3 separate regions of the Mus musculus genome follow, and regions 1 and 2 are each linked to region 3. Evidence: chromatin contacts called from public Hi-C data. All regions are on one chromosome and are shown on one strand. Each heading gives the region's core, a stretch centred on a gene start, on an enhancer-like site or on the middle of the called end of the contact. The rest is flanking DNA. Distances are from core to core; before and after follow the strand shown. Region 1 has its middle 12 kb from the start of Dock2. Region 2 overlaps Dock2 (dedicator of cyto-kinesis 2). Region 3 overlaps Dock2 (dedicator of cyto-kinesis 2).

The links. Hi-C and Micro-C count contacts between places; a contact is called where the count stands out from the background.
Region 1: a contact with region 3 is called in a Hi-C map of the N1E-115 cell line, with 6 times the contacts expected there. The contact joins two enhancer-like sites. A contact is called at or near these places in 2 of 39 promoter capture datasets (the C10 cell line and the HPC-7 cell line), 3 of 15 datasets of contacts at CTCF or cohesin (CD8 T cells, large pre-B cells and pro-B cells), 37 of 484 Hi-C or Micro-C datasets (the 63-12 cell line, B cells, the Ba/F3 cell line and 20 more), 12 of 115 datasets of contacts at active chromatin or transcription factors (the 230-238 cell line, CD8 T cells, the SCID.adh cell line and 8 more) and 3 of 9 other capture datasets (liver, macrophages and pancreatic islet).
Region 2: a Hi-C map of the N1E-115 cell line shows a contact between it and region 3, with 2.1 times the contacts expected there. The contact joins two enhancer-like sites. A contact is called at or near these places in 3 of 39 promoter capture datasets (the C10 cell line, the HPC-7 cell line and pre-B cells), 1 of 15 datasets of contacts at CTCF or cohesin (CD8 T cells), 5 of 484 Hi-C or Micro-C datasets (the N1E-115 cell line, bone marrow-derived macrophages, embryonic stem cells and 2 more), 7 of 115 datasets of contacts at active chromatin or transcription factors (the 230-238 cell line, CD8 T cells, the SCID.adh cell line and 4 more) and 3 of 9 other capture datasets (liver, macrophages and pancreatic islet).

Annotation. Positions count from the first base shown.
Region 1 is chr11:34,794,207-34,798,157 of GRCm38.p6, reverse strand. No RefSeq gene overlaps it. Among named protein-coding and RNA genes, the nearest start is that of Dock2, 12 kb to the right of the region's middle. Within about 2 kb of position 2,612, at least 6 of the 459 cell types and tissues checked have an H3K27ac peak or open chromatin away from gene starts, as enhancers often do. A contact at or near this core is called in the N1E-115 cell line, where this site is marked.
Region 2 is chr11:34,774,845-34,778,604 of GRCm38.p6, reverse strand. The region is part of intron 1 of Dock2 (dedicator of cyto-kinesis 2); the gene reads left to right. Among named protein-coding and RNA genes, the nearest start is that of Dock2, 7.2 kb to the left of the region's middle. Within about 2 kb of position 1,609, at least 35 of the 459 cell types and tissues checked have an H3K27ac peak or open chromatin away from gene starts, as enhancers often do. A contact at or near this core is called in the N1E-115 cell line, where this site is marked.
Region 3 is chr11:34,702,532-34,706,719 of GRCm38.p6, reverse strand. Dock2 (dedicator of cyto-kinesis 2) reads left to right here. Exons shown (of 52, transcript NM_033374.3): 12 at 207-283; 13 at 825-950; 14 at 2,011-2,135. All of the region lies in intron 2 of Gm51858 (a long non-coding RNA gene), which reads right to left. Among named protein-coding and RNA genes, the nearest start is that of Gm51858, 9.6 kb to the right of the region's middle. Within about 2 kb of position 1,464, at least 3 of the 459 cell types and tissues checked have an H3K27ac peak or open chromatin away from gene starts, as enhancers often do. A contact at or near this core is called in the N1E-115 cell line, where this site is marked.

The DNA.
Region 1 (3,951 bases), core at 1,363-3,862, 90 kb before region 3:
AAGACCAATCAGTTTAAAGGGTGCACTGTTCCGCCAATCTTATTGTGCCTAGATGCTGATCTATTCTGCCTCTGGAAACCATATAAAAACTCACAGAATAGGCGCCGGTGATCGCTACCTCTCCTTCAGGTCTGGGATGACCCCAATGCACTGGAACAATAAATTCCTCTTGCTTTTTGCATCAACCCCAGGTCCATGTGGTTCACCCTGTAAGCTAAGGCTCCCCAGAGTCTTACATAGGTACATAGTCACAGTCTTTCTTAGGTAGAGATATAGTCCCAGCAACAGCTGAGAAGAATGCTAGAGAGGGCCACAGATACTAAAGTCCATCTATCCCACACAATCAGCCAGTTACCTGACAAGGACTTGTAGAGAGCAGACTCTGCCTTCCTGAACCTCTCAAGAGTGACAGAGGGCTCACTACAGCAGGTGAATCAGGAAGAAACCGATCAGATGAATGTTGGCACTTAAAATCAGGTGAGTCAACCTCTAGCTGCTTCATGTAGAAATAAAACAATAAAACAAGAGACACCAACCACTGAATCAAGGAAGGAGTCACTGGGGAAGTGCTTTTTATCATTATTACTATTATTATTATATAAACTTTTATAGTTCAGACTTTATCCCCATCCCGGTCCACCCTCTGACTGTTCCACATCCCATATCTCCTCTCCCCCCAACCCTCATCTCCAAGAGGATGCTCCCATCTCCACCCCCACCACACCTTCCACTCCCTGGGGCCTCAAGTCTCTCAAGAGTTAGGTGCATCTTCTCTGACTGAGTCCAGACCCAGCAGTCCTCTGCTGTATATGTGTTGGGGGCCTCATATCAGCTGGTGTGTGCTGCCTGGTTGGTGGCTCAGTGTCTGAGAGGTCCTGAGGTCCAGGTTACTTGAGACTGCTGGTCTTCGTATAGGTCCACCCTCCTCCTCAGCTTCTTCCAGCTTTTCTGTAATTCAACCACAGGGGTCACCAGCTTCTGTCCATTGGTTGGGTATAAACATCTACATTTGATTTTTTCAGCTGCTCACTGGGCAGTCATGATAGGCCCCTGTTTGTAAGCACACCATAGCATCAGTAATAGCGTCAGGCCTTGGGGCCTTGGAGAAGTGATTTAAAGAAGAATTTTTAAACACTTTAAGATGAATGAAAGAGAAAATAGTAAAACTATGAGCTATAGCAAATCGAAAATGCTCCAGGGGAAACCAACAACCACGAATACCTGCATTTCAAAAGAAAGGTCTTGTGTGGAGAGAAGGCTTGGTGGTTTAGAGCAGGTTAGGACCAGGGTGCAATTCCCCGCACCCATATAGTAGCTCAAAACCATCTGTAATTCCATCTCTGAGGGGACCTGACACCTGCTTCTGGCCTTTGCAGGTACCCTGCAGGCATGCATGTGGTGCACAGACAAAATACCCTTATATATAAAATAAGTTTTTAAAAGAAGATTTCAAGCCAATACCATGGCTTTACAGATTGAGAGAGAGAGAGAGAGAGAGAGAGAGAGAAAGGAAAAGAAAAAGAGAGAGACAGAGACAGAGAGACATACAGAGATAGAGAGAGCTAGCTAACTCAAAGCTCTTCATAGTCACTAGTTCCATTCAGGAGATTCCATCTGAAGGTCCCACTCCCTAATGCTATTGGTTGGGGGTTAAGACTTCAGCAAATGAAGGAGGCACTCAGTCCATAGTTCTGCCCAAGTGATCTGCATGGCCAGAGATTTATCTGCATCCCAATAGCTTTGGGAACAGAGGACCAAGACAAGAGGGGACGCTGAACCTCAGAACGTCTCAAGGTCCCCACCACTGTCAAGGAAAATTATTTATTAAAGACTGTACTTTGATACACTGACAGAGGGGGGCGCCCTTTAACAGAGAACCTTGGAAACCATGCCCTAGATTTTCACGAATAGGCAAAGATCACTAAAACCATTGTTATGTGAAGGAAAGAGAAATAAGTCCAGTTGCAGCTGGCCAACTCTTTCACTCCCTGACCCTGTGCAAAGCCAGGCAGAGGAGTGAGGGGGTAACTACATGGCAACACTCCAAGCTGAGAGCAAGTAATCTACTGGACATGCTGAACATCCTTAATCAGATAGTTTAACCCCCAAGTAAATAATCCAAAATGTAAAACTTTGGATGTTGATACAGGAACAAGTTGGAAGTCCACAACTGACAACAAGCAGCAGAATCCAAGCATACTAAACACATATACTAAACTGTACATACTAAACATATATACTGTACATACTAAACATATACTGTACATATTAAACATATATACTGCACATACTAAACATATATTGCACACACTAAACATATATACTGCACATACTAAACATATATACTGTATACACTAAACATATATACTGCACATACTAAACATATATACTGCACATACTAAACATACACTGTACATACTAGACATATATACTGTACATACTGAACATATAAGCTGTATAGTGTTACCCTGAAATTGTGTGTATATGGAATATGAATGTATTTTCTGTTTGGATTTGGGACCCATCTAAATGCTGAGCCTGTCAACTCAGCACTTCAGAATATGGAGAACAGGAAGATTGTCACAATTTCTGGGTCAGTCTGAGACACTTTTACATTAAAGGCAAACGAAAATCTCATCATGTCTACGTTAATGGTATCAACATTAAAAAAAAATCAGTAACATTTCTCATTCCGAGTGAGCATTTTTAGTAGGAGATAATCTGTAGTATTTCTTTAAGCTTAACCTTCAGGATTTAAAGTCTGAAGGTCAAACAGGTTATAAAGGCAAAAGAGATAACCCACAGCAATTTTCTCCAAAGGGTACAGAGGAAGGTATCACTGGCATGCAAAAATGAAATAGATTTTGATCTTGTCTTATCTGACTTTATTTGGGTTGTCTGGCTATAGCTTGACACCTTTAACTGTTCTTATCACATCAACTATTGAGCTATGAAGTATATTTTCCAATGATAAAAAGAGTGCTTCTTAATTTATTACTTCACTCTGAGTTACCCATGGTCCAAAACTATGAAATAGAAACTGCAATCTGTAGACTGTCAGTTGTGTGCTGTTGTTTTTGAGTAGCATGCTGAGATTATGGGTTAGCTTATTTTAGCTTATCGTCCCAAGTGGGCTGTGTGTTGTCCTACTGTACAGCGTATCTACACTGGGTACACAGTCTACCAGCAAGTCACTCAGTAGCAATCTTGGGTATCAGATTAGTGTTGTAACACTACAGTACTCGTGTTCAGGTAACCCTTGGTTTACTTCCTAATGGTCCCAGAATACTAATGAAATGTAATGGAGGCACCAAGGGAGAAGGTGTGGGAAGCCACATTGACTCTGGGCCTCTTTTTTTATCACGACAGGAAACAGGAAAGAGCACACAGAGAGCGCAACGTCAGGTTTTCATCTGGGGGTCTTATGTCAGGTAAAGGAGTGGGGAGCTATTGTAATTGCTTTTTTAAAAGAAATTATATTGCTCCTGCAGATTGTATAGTTCTGAATTTTCTATTTAATATTTTTTTGGACCATGGATAACTCAAAAGGCAAAGTAATAAATAAGCATTATTGTTTGTTTGTTTTTCAAGACAGGGTTTCTCTGTGGAGCCCTGGCTGTCCTGGAACTCACTCTGTAGACCAGGCTGGTCTCAAACTCAGAAATCTGCCTGTCTCTGCCCCCCAAGTGCTGGGACTAAAGGCATGTGCCACCACTGCCCGACATTACTTTTATCATTGGAAAATACACCTTATAGCTCAAGAGTAGACAAGATAAGAACAGTTAAAGTCCGCATCCAGGGACTGCTGACTCTGGATGGGTCTAAGGTGGTGGGGTGCAATAATTAAATAAAGACACATTTCAGAGATGGTGTCAGTAGAACTGTCCACAGTCTTCCAGTGACATTTGGCACTGTTCTCTACACAAAGCCCACCTGGAATATGCCAATCAT
Region 2 (3,760 bases), core at 360-2,859, 72 kb before region 3:
GTGTTGTCCTGGCCTAGTTCAGTTTACTAGGGCTATAGTTGGGTCACATGACTTGTCACAGTACTCGTCTAGCTGGAGCTCCGTGGAGAGGAGCATGCCCTCTGCATGGGTGGCATCCGTGCAGTATGCTTCCCTAATAGTGAGAGTGAACACTTCTTTAGAGGAACTGACTCCACTGCTTTAGTCATCAAGGCAACAAACAACTCTTTTTACTCATTTGCTTGCCCACTAGTTCATTCTTCCCTTATTTCTTACAAAGTTGTTGGTCATCTCCCAAGTCCCAGGCATAGTGTTAGTCACCAAGGCTGCTAGAATTAGCCCTAAATGGGTCTTACCCTTTGGGAGCTTATAGTCTGGTAATGAAGACAAAGGGACCTTGTGAGTCGATCAGCAAGCAGACAGTTAGAAACTGCCAAAATAAATGGACACTTATCCATGGATGAGCATATCACCGAGAAGAGTCTTATCATGGATCATCTGCAGGTCCCTGAGCAGTGGGAACAGGATTCTAAAGGAAATACTTGGGGGCATCCTAGGACACCTGTCTTTGGACCAGGGGCTAACTGTGTCTTTGGACCTGCCTCAAGATGTTCATCTGGTGCAACAAAAGCACAGGGATTGAAAGCTTCGTTTCCTCCCAATGCTAGTTTTTTGGTGCCTGGCCTCTTCCTTTGTGATGTGTCAGCAACTTGGGGTCATTTAGACAATACCCGGTGGGTTGGTCGGTTATGCCCATGTAAAGACCTAAAGACCTAAAGAGTCCCAGTTATATGGGAATCTCATGAGTCAATGTCTGGCTTGGTTCCGACCATCATGTCTAGGTCTGAAGGAGCTTTGGCTGAAAGATGCATTTTCCAAACTCAGCTATTTCCTGAGCCTCATGAATTTGCTGTCTTTTGAGACAGGAAGTGTGGTGCTAGAATGTTCTGCTCATTTCTGGGTGTCCGGATTGGCTGCTTCTTTTAAAGCTTGCTGATCTTTAATTGTCCATAATGCATGAGTGTCACAGTTTGTATTCTGCAGCATATATTGAACAAATGGGGGTGATGCTGTTTGCCATTGGCACCCAACCCTAGAGGGATCTGGGTAGAGACACCTCAAATGTCACCTCTAATAGGCACTTCCTCCCTCCTTCCATTCCTCCCTCTTTCCTTCCCTCCCTCCCTCTTTTTCTCTCCCTCCTTTCCTCCCTCCCTCCTTTCCTCCCTCCTTCCCTCCCTCCCTCTTTTTCTCTCCCTCCTTTCCTCCCTCCCTCTTTTCCTCCCTCCCTCTCTCTTTTCCTCCCTCCCTCCCTCCTTCCCTCTCTTCCTCCCTCCCTCCTTCCCTCTCTTCCTCCCTCCCTCCCTCCCTCCCTCCCTCCCTCCCTCCCTCCCTCCCTCTCTGCCTCCCTCCCTGCCTCACTCCTTCCCTCCTATAATTGGTGTGAGTTGAAGAGCAGTCAGGCTGAGTCACTGAGCTGCTGAAGATGTCCTGCTTATTTTGTTCTCAGAGAAGCACATCCTTTGTCTCTCTGCCCCAACAAGGATGAGGCAGATTCCACACTGGTTTAAATTCACAGTGGCAGAAACTGATCCTGGAGGAGCAGGATGTGACTAACATATGGATAGAGATACCGTCACAAATGTCTCTCTAGCAACTGCTCGGAGAATTCAGAGTTCTAACAATACATGGCGATGTTAGGTCATGGGTCACACTATAGGAAAGAAAGATAGGGTTCTAGTTTCATTGTAACATGAAGGTGGAGGGTGGAATGCAGAGGGTGACTTGTGGTGGGGCAGACCCTGAGACACCCTCACTGGCGTGATCAGCCACTACATAGTGGAACCACTGGTTTCAGCCAAATGCTGTGGGTTCACCTGGTGTCTGTTTTCTTTTCTGTTGCTCTGAAGAGACATTATGACCAAAATGACTTATAAAAGAATACAATTAATTTGGGGGTAGTGGGTCCAGAGGATTAGAATCCATGTTTGCAAAGCAAGGAGCATGGCAGAAGGCAGGCAGGCATGGTGTTGGGGCTGCAGCTAAGAGTTTGCATCCTGATCTATAAAGTTGGAGGCAGAGAGGGAGAGAGAGAGACAGAGACAGAGACAGAGACAGAGAGACAGAGGCAGAGAGGCACCGAAAAAGAGAGAGAGAGGAGGGAGAGCTATCTGGGATTGGTATGGGCCTTTGAAACCTCAGTGCGCACTCCTGGTGACACACCTCCTCCAACAGGGCCATAACTCCTGATCCTTTCCATACAGTCCCACCAACTGGGCACCAATCATTCAAATATATGAACCTCCAGGGTCCATTCTCATTCCAACCACCACACCTGCCAAGTGAGATTTTGTTCTCCCTTCACTGGCTGCAGCAGTAAGGGAGTTTCCTAAGGGAAGAATATTCTGATTGTAAAGCAGAGGCAATGCAAATAAAAGTCTCAAGGAGGAAGTCCCTCTGCTGTGTGGGAGGCCGGGTGGCTGGATTAGAGGTGGAAGTGTAAGAATGGACTGTGTGGGAGGTGGTCATAGGGAGTAATGACTTCTGTGTATTGTGGAGATGTTATTTTTGATGGAAAAGTGGGATGAAGTATTTCAGGGGTTGGGGCAGAGTAGTGAAATAGCACATCTTATACTCGGGCTGGCAGTTTCATGGGATGTGAAAAGGGAGTTAAGTGTCATAGCAGAGAGGCTGGTGACACAGCTGCTGCAGTGACCTAGATCCGAGGTGGCGGTGGCCTCACCCTTAAGGGTGGCTGCAGGTGAACGACACAGACCTCACTCTGGACATCACAGTGTAGGTGGGGCAAGTGGGTGTGAGAGACAGAGGTGTCAGGGGTGGTCCTAAGGCTTCTGACATGAAAAGCTGGAAGAGCCAGCTGTGGGATCTGTCTACTCGGTCTTGATCTAAGTTGTCACCAGCCTCCCTTTAAACAGTGAATTGCCTCACCCTTCCATGATGCATTTAGACCGATTTGTGTTTCTGTGTCCAAACCTCACCAGTAGCCTGGAGGAGGATGTGTTTACCTTTCCAGGTGAGGAAGCTGAGAGATGTTTCTAGCCCATTTTTGGGTCTTTTGAAGTCACACCTCAGCCCTCTGTCTTGTTACTTTTCACACAGGCACCATGGTCCACTTCCTATTGCTATAACGGAACACCACAGAATGGGTAATTGTTTAAGAATAGAAGTTGAGCCCACACCTTTAATCCCTGCACTCGGGAGGCAGAGGCAGAGGCAGGGGCAGGGGCAGGGGCAGGCAGATTTCTGAGTTTGAGGCCAGCCTGGTTTACAAAGTGAGTAGCCAGGGCTATACAGAGAAACCCTGTCTTGAAACAACAACAACAACAACAAAACAAACAAACAAACAAACAAACAGAATAGAAGTTGATTTAGCTCATGGTTTTGGAGACTGGGAAGTCTGAGAATTTGGCAGGGGCATCTTCTCAGAGTTTGCTGAGGGTTCTTGCAGCTTACAAACATGGTGGAGGGCACCACATGCTCGGCCTCACATGTGCACCGACTTAAGTCTTCATTTTCTCTAAAGTAACTCATGACACCCTGGGGTCTACACTCATGACATCATCAAATCCTAGTGAAAGGACTTGGGATTTACATTTCCAATCCACTAGCTTGGGGGGGGGCACATCATGTCTGATTTAATAAGCATATAGTGTCTTTCCCAGTAGATGGTCCTCTGTTTGAGCACAGAGCTCCACTGGGAATTCATTCTTTGTCCACCCAGCCCAAGCACAATAGGAAAATGGGAGGGCAGAGAATCTAA
Region 3 (4,188 bases), core at 215-2,714:
ATGCCTACGACTGTGGCAGTCATTGGTTGCCTCAAATCGCAGAGCCATACTGTTTGTGAAGAGGGTGTTGCTTTCTCTGAGCTGACATGGAAGGCTCACTTTGCACCTAAGTGGTGCTAGATATCTCCCATGTGGAAATCTAGGACACAAGATGGAGCTTCCCATCGGGCAAAGCAGGAACATTTGTGCTCTCTTTTCCTTCCTAGGGTCTCAGCTGAGAACGATTTCCTTCACAGCCTTCTGGGCAAAGTCATAGCTTCCAAGGGAGACAGTGGAGGGCAAGGTATGGAGTCACCATCATACAGAGTCCAAGTACGATAAACTTGCTGCAGCTCAGGAGCCTCTGCGACATCAGTAAATGGGTCCAAGTCCTGGACTAGACAGTACAGTGGGAAGCATGTGGTCTGTAGACCACCCATGGAAGCATGGGATGGGCATTCCTTTCATAAGTGACAGTGAGGAGTTGCTCTCTCCTGTGTGCTGCCCTTTAAGTTACAAGTGGTTTCATCCTTACCCAAGTCCTGGGATACATGAGCTGGTATCCTCTCTGCTTTAGGAGACTCGGGTGCAGAGATTGTAATAACTGTCAGAGGCTGACCCAGCTATAAGTGAACGTTGCCCAGAGCCCCTGGGGTTGGCCTGTTGCATCTGTGAATGTATCTGTTATTTCAGTAGTCTCCTATAGGAGAGATGGAGGAGAGGAAATTGGGGAGGGGGAGGAGAAAGAGGAGGAAGAGGAGGAGGAAGAGGAGGAGGAGGAGGAAGAGAGACAGAGACAGAGAGACAGAGAGACAGAAGCTGAATGTTCATGTGTTCCCTTCCAGGCCTTTGGGTGACCATGAAGATGCTGGTGGGGGACATCATTCAGATCCGTAAAGACTACCCACACTTGGTGGACAGGACCACTGTGGTAGCCCGAAAGCTGGGCTTCCCAGAGATCATCATGCCAGGTGGGACACAGCTGCAGTGACCTTCCTCAAGGGCAGGGCCATGAGCAGGGCTGAGGAGTCCAGCTGTGTAGTTCATAATTTCCTAAGAGTCAACTCCCTTTACTTTATTCCTCTACCTGAACAAAACCACTGCAAACCATGTTTTCCCATACAGTAACATAGATCCCCTTTCTCCCAGTCCTTCTTTATAGGCACCGCTACTTTAATAAGCATTTTTGGAGCTCTGCAACTTGCTTTGTCAGTCAGAAGCTCACGGGTGGCATCTCTGTTTTACTATTCATACCAAGATCCCATTTTACTCGGGGGGGGGGGGGCGGAGTGGTGCTACTCTCCAGCTTTTAGAGCATATTTTATAGTCTGAAGGACCCATGCTTACAGTAACATGTCCAAACGCCATACAAGGTATTCAGAAGTCCCCGCAAGTCTCTCTGTGCCTCTCCTATTAACTAACCATGCCTATTAGTGCATTCAAGACATGCTTGAGGCTTTTCATGAGGCAGATTGTGTAATGACACGCCCTCTGACTCATCCTTTTCTCTCCTGTAGCTAAGTGGTGGTGGTCCAGGGTGGGGCCTGTACTGTGATTTAATGATATCTGCTTTACTTGAGATCTCAATGTCTGCTGTTCACTCCCTTCGGGAGCTCACTCAACCTGTGCTCCTGGCCCTTCACCCTTAGACTCTAGGATTCATGGGAAATCCCTCAACCCTACTTTTGTGCAACAAAAAGGCCTATCCGTGGTTGAGGGCCAAGCTCATTTCGCTTGGTGCTTTCCTTTACCTTCCCAGAAGGTGTCACTAGAGGATGGAAATGCAATGGTTTGAACAGAGAAAACATGGCCAGTTTTGAGCACCCCACCTGGCTTTCTGCTGCTGATTTTTCCAGCATTCCGACCCTCCCTTGCTACTTACATCTCCATCCCTCCTGTCAGGTTAAAAAAAATGCCCTTTCTAAACTGCTCGGATTTTCATTTTATTAATGGTCCTTCCTGCTTCTCCCTGTCCCCTCCACCTCTGTGGTTAGTGCCTGACTCTAACTCTGGTCTTCTCTCCATCCTTAGGGGATGTCAGGAACGACATCTACATCACTCTCTTACAAGGTGACTTTGACAAGTACACCAAGACCACACAGCGGAACGTGGAAGTGATCATGTGTGTGTGCACAGAGGATGGCAAAGTGCTACCTGTAAGGGACTCCAGAGTGCTGAGTGACAGGACCCGGGGCTGAGGGACTGATCATAATTATCTGCTCTCTGAAGGATCAGAGTTTTGGGGAAGACATTGAAACACATGATCTATACTGTGTAGCTTGCTTAATACCTTGTTCTAGGGTCTAATTAGAACCTATGTTAATTAGTCTTTTTACCTAAGCATTCTTCAATGTATACTTTCCTAATCTGTGTCTGTGTGTATGTGTATAAGTGTGTGTGTATGTGTGCCCACTCTTGTTTATAGGTTATCTTTTTTTGTAGTTAAAAATGTTGTTTTCATTGAAGCCCAAGCTAGTTTAATTCAGGCAAAATCCATGGTAAAGATCAATACAGAGCCCTGGGCTGGTGTGGAGGTTCAGAATGTCTTCAAAGCAGACATCCTCAGCACTAAATCCAACTCCGCAGCGCTCACCCAGAAATCTAGGTGGAAAGTCTTATTCGCAAATTGGTCTCCAGAGGGTTAGCAGCATGCATTCAAAAAGGCAAAGCACATGGTTCTATTTACAGAGCATATGTCCTGTGCAATCGTTGTCATGTGTGTTTATATCTATTTGCTTATGTTTCCTTTAAGGTTGTCAGCACTTGTGTCCAGTGTGTGGGAGGGTTTGCTTCTGAATTCTTCCTCTCTGAATATTTAGCTGAAAATGAGATCATGAGATCGGCTCTCAGCAGAAGTTACAGCGTGGGCAAACATTCCTCCTAGGACACCTATAGGGAGTCAGATAGCAGGGGGAGGGGTGCAGAAGGGGGAGCCACCAGCCCTAGCCCTACAGCCCGGAGCTCAGGCCTGCCACAATGTATCTATCACCTTCTGTCTAAAAGTGACTAGCACCCTGAAGATAATAGTCCCCATGTCAGGCTGGGTAGTGGCACCCTGTTTGTTATCACTGGAAGTTCACAAAGGGAGAATAGAAGTTCCGGCGGAGTAAAACAGGTCTTAGGTCCTGCAGTTCACAGTGGCAGAGATGGGGATTGACTCAGCCTCCTCACCACAGTGCCTGTAACCTTAAGAAGATTCTCCAACATATTGCCAGTTTCAAATTGAGGCTGCTGGCAGCTTCAACAAAACCCTGGGAAGACTCTATCGGTTTTAAATGTAAAAAAGGTTTTACAACTGTCTTTTCATTCTTAAAACCACTGTGGTTAATTAATTGCTGATGAGCAAAACCCTAGCAAAACCTCTTTTGTTGGATGCTAATACTTTTCTGAAAAATAAAACGAGCGAGACACACTTGGCTTGAAAGAACACAGGGGAAGGAAGACAGGAGGCTCTTATCTGAAAGGGAAACTTTCATTTTGGGAATGTATGGATCAGTCATTTTTGTCCAGTTACCTTCCCAGAGATCTTTTAAACCTCAGCCTCATCACTAAGATATTGGTATCACTTGACTTCCACTCAGGCAAAGGACAAATCAGAAGGGACAGTTAACAGGCAAACTGACACCTTGCCTTGTGTCTGATCTCTTCTTCTGTCTGCCATTGTCACTCCTTCAAGCCAGACAAACGTACTGCAGACAAGCATGAGGAGGAAGAATAACCATGTGACATACTGATAATTTTTAGTTTCATACATTAGTGATACTATGGAGGAGTTCAGTTGGCTGACTATTGAAAAATTGCTGAGGAAGCCTGTGGGAGGCTTTTCTTTCCCTATCTGCAGACATGACTACTACTGCACATCGTGTAGCATGTTCAAATGCCCCTGCACTGTATGGTGGACTTCTGTGGGAATGGTCTCTCTGAAAATGGCTCAGTAAGCAGTATGTTAACCTTAACCCAGCCCCATTTGGTGTTTCAAGGACCTTACTTAGATTGGGAAATTCAGAGTTCAAATGCCCTGAGTTCAGCATCTTTCCTATTATTCCTGTGATCTTAGATTGGGGTTTTTAGTCTTAAAAACACGCAATGTAGTCTCTTCTTACACAAGAGTAGATACAATAAATGTTACACACTCAATACAGGAGAGCAGTAGGCAGAGATGGCTCATCATGGCTAAGAGAAACTTTAGGAGGAATTGAGGGGGTCAAA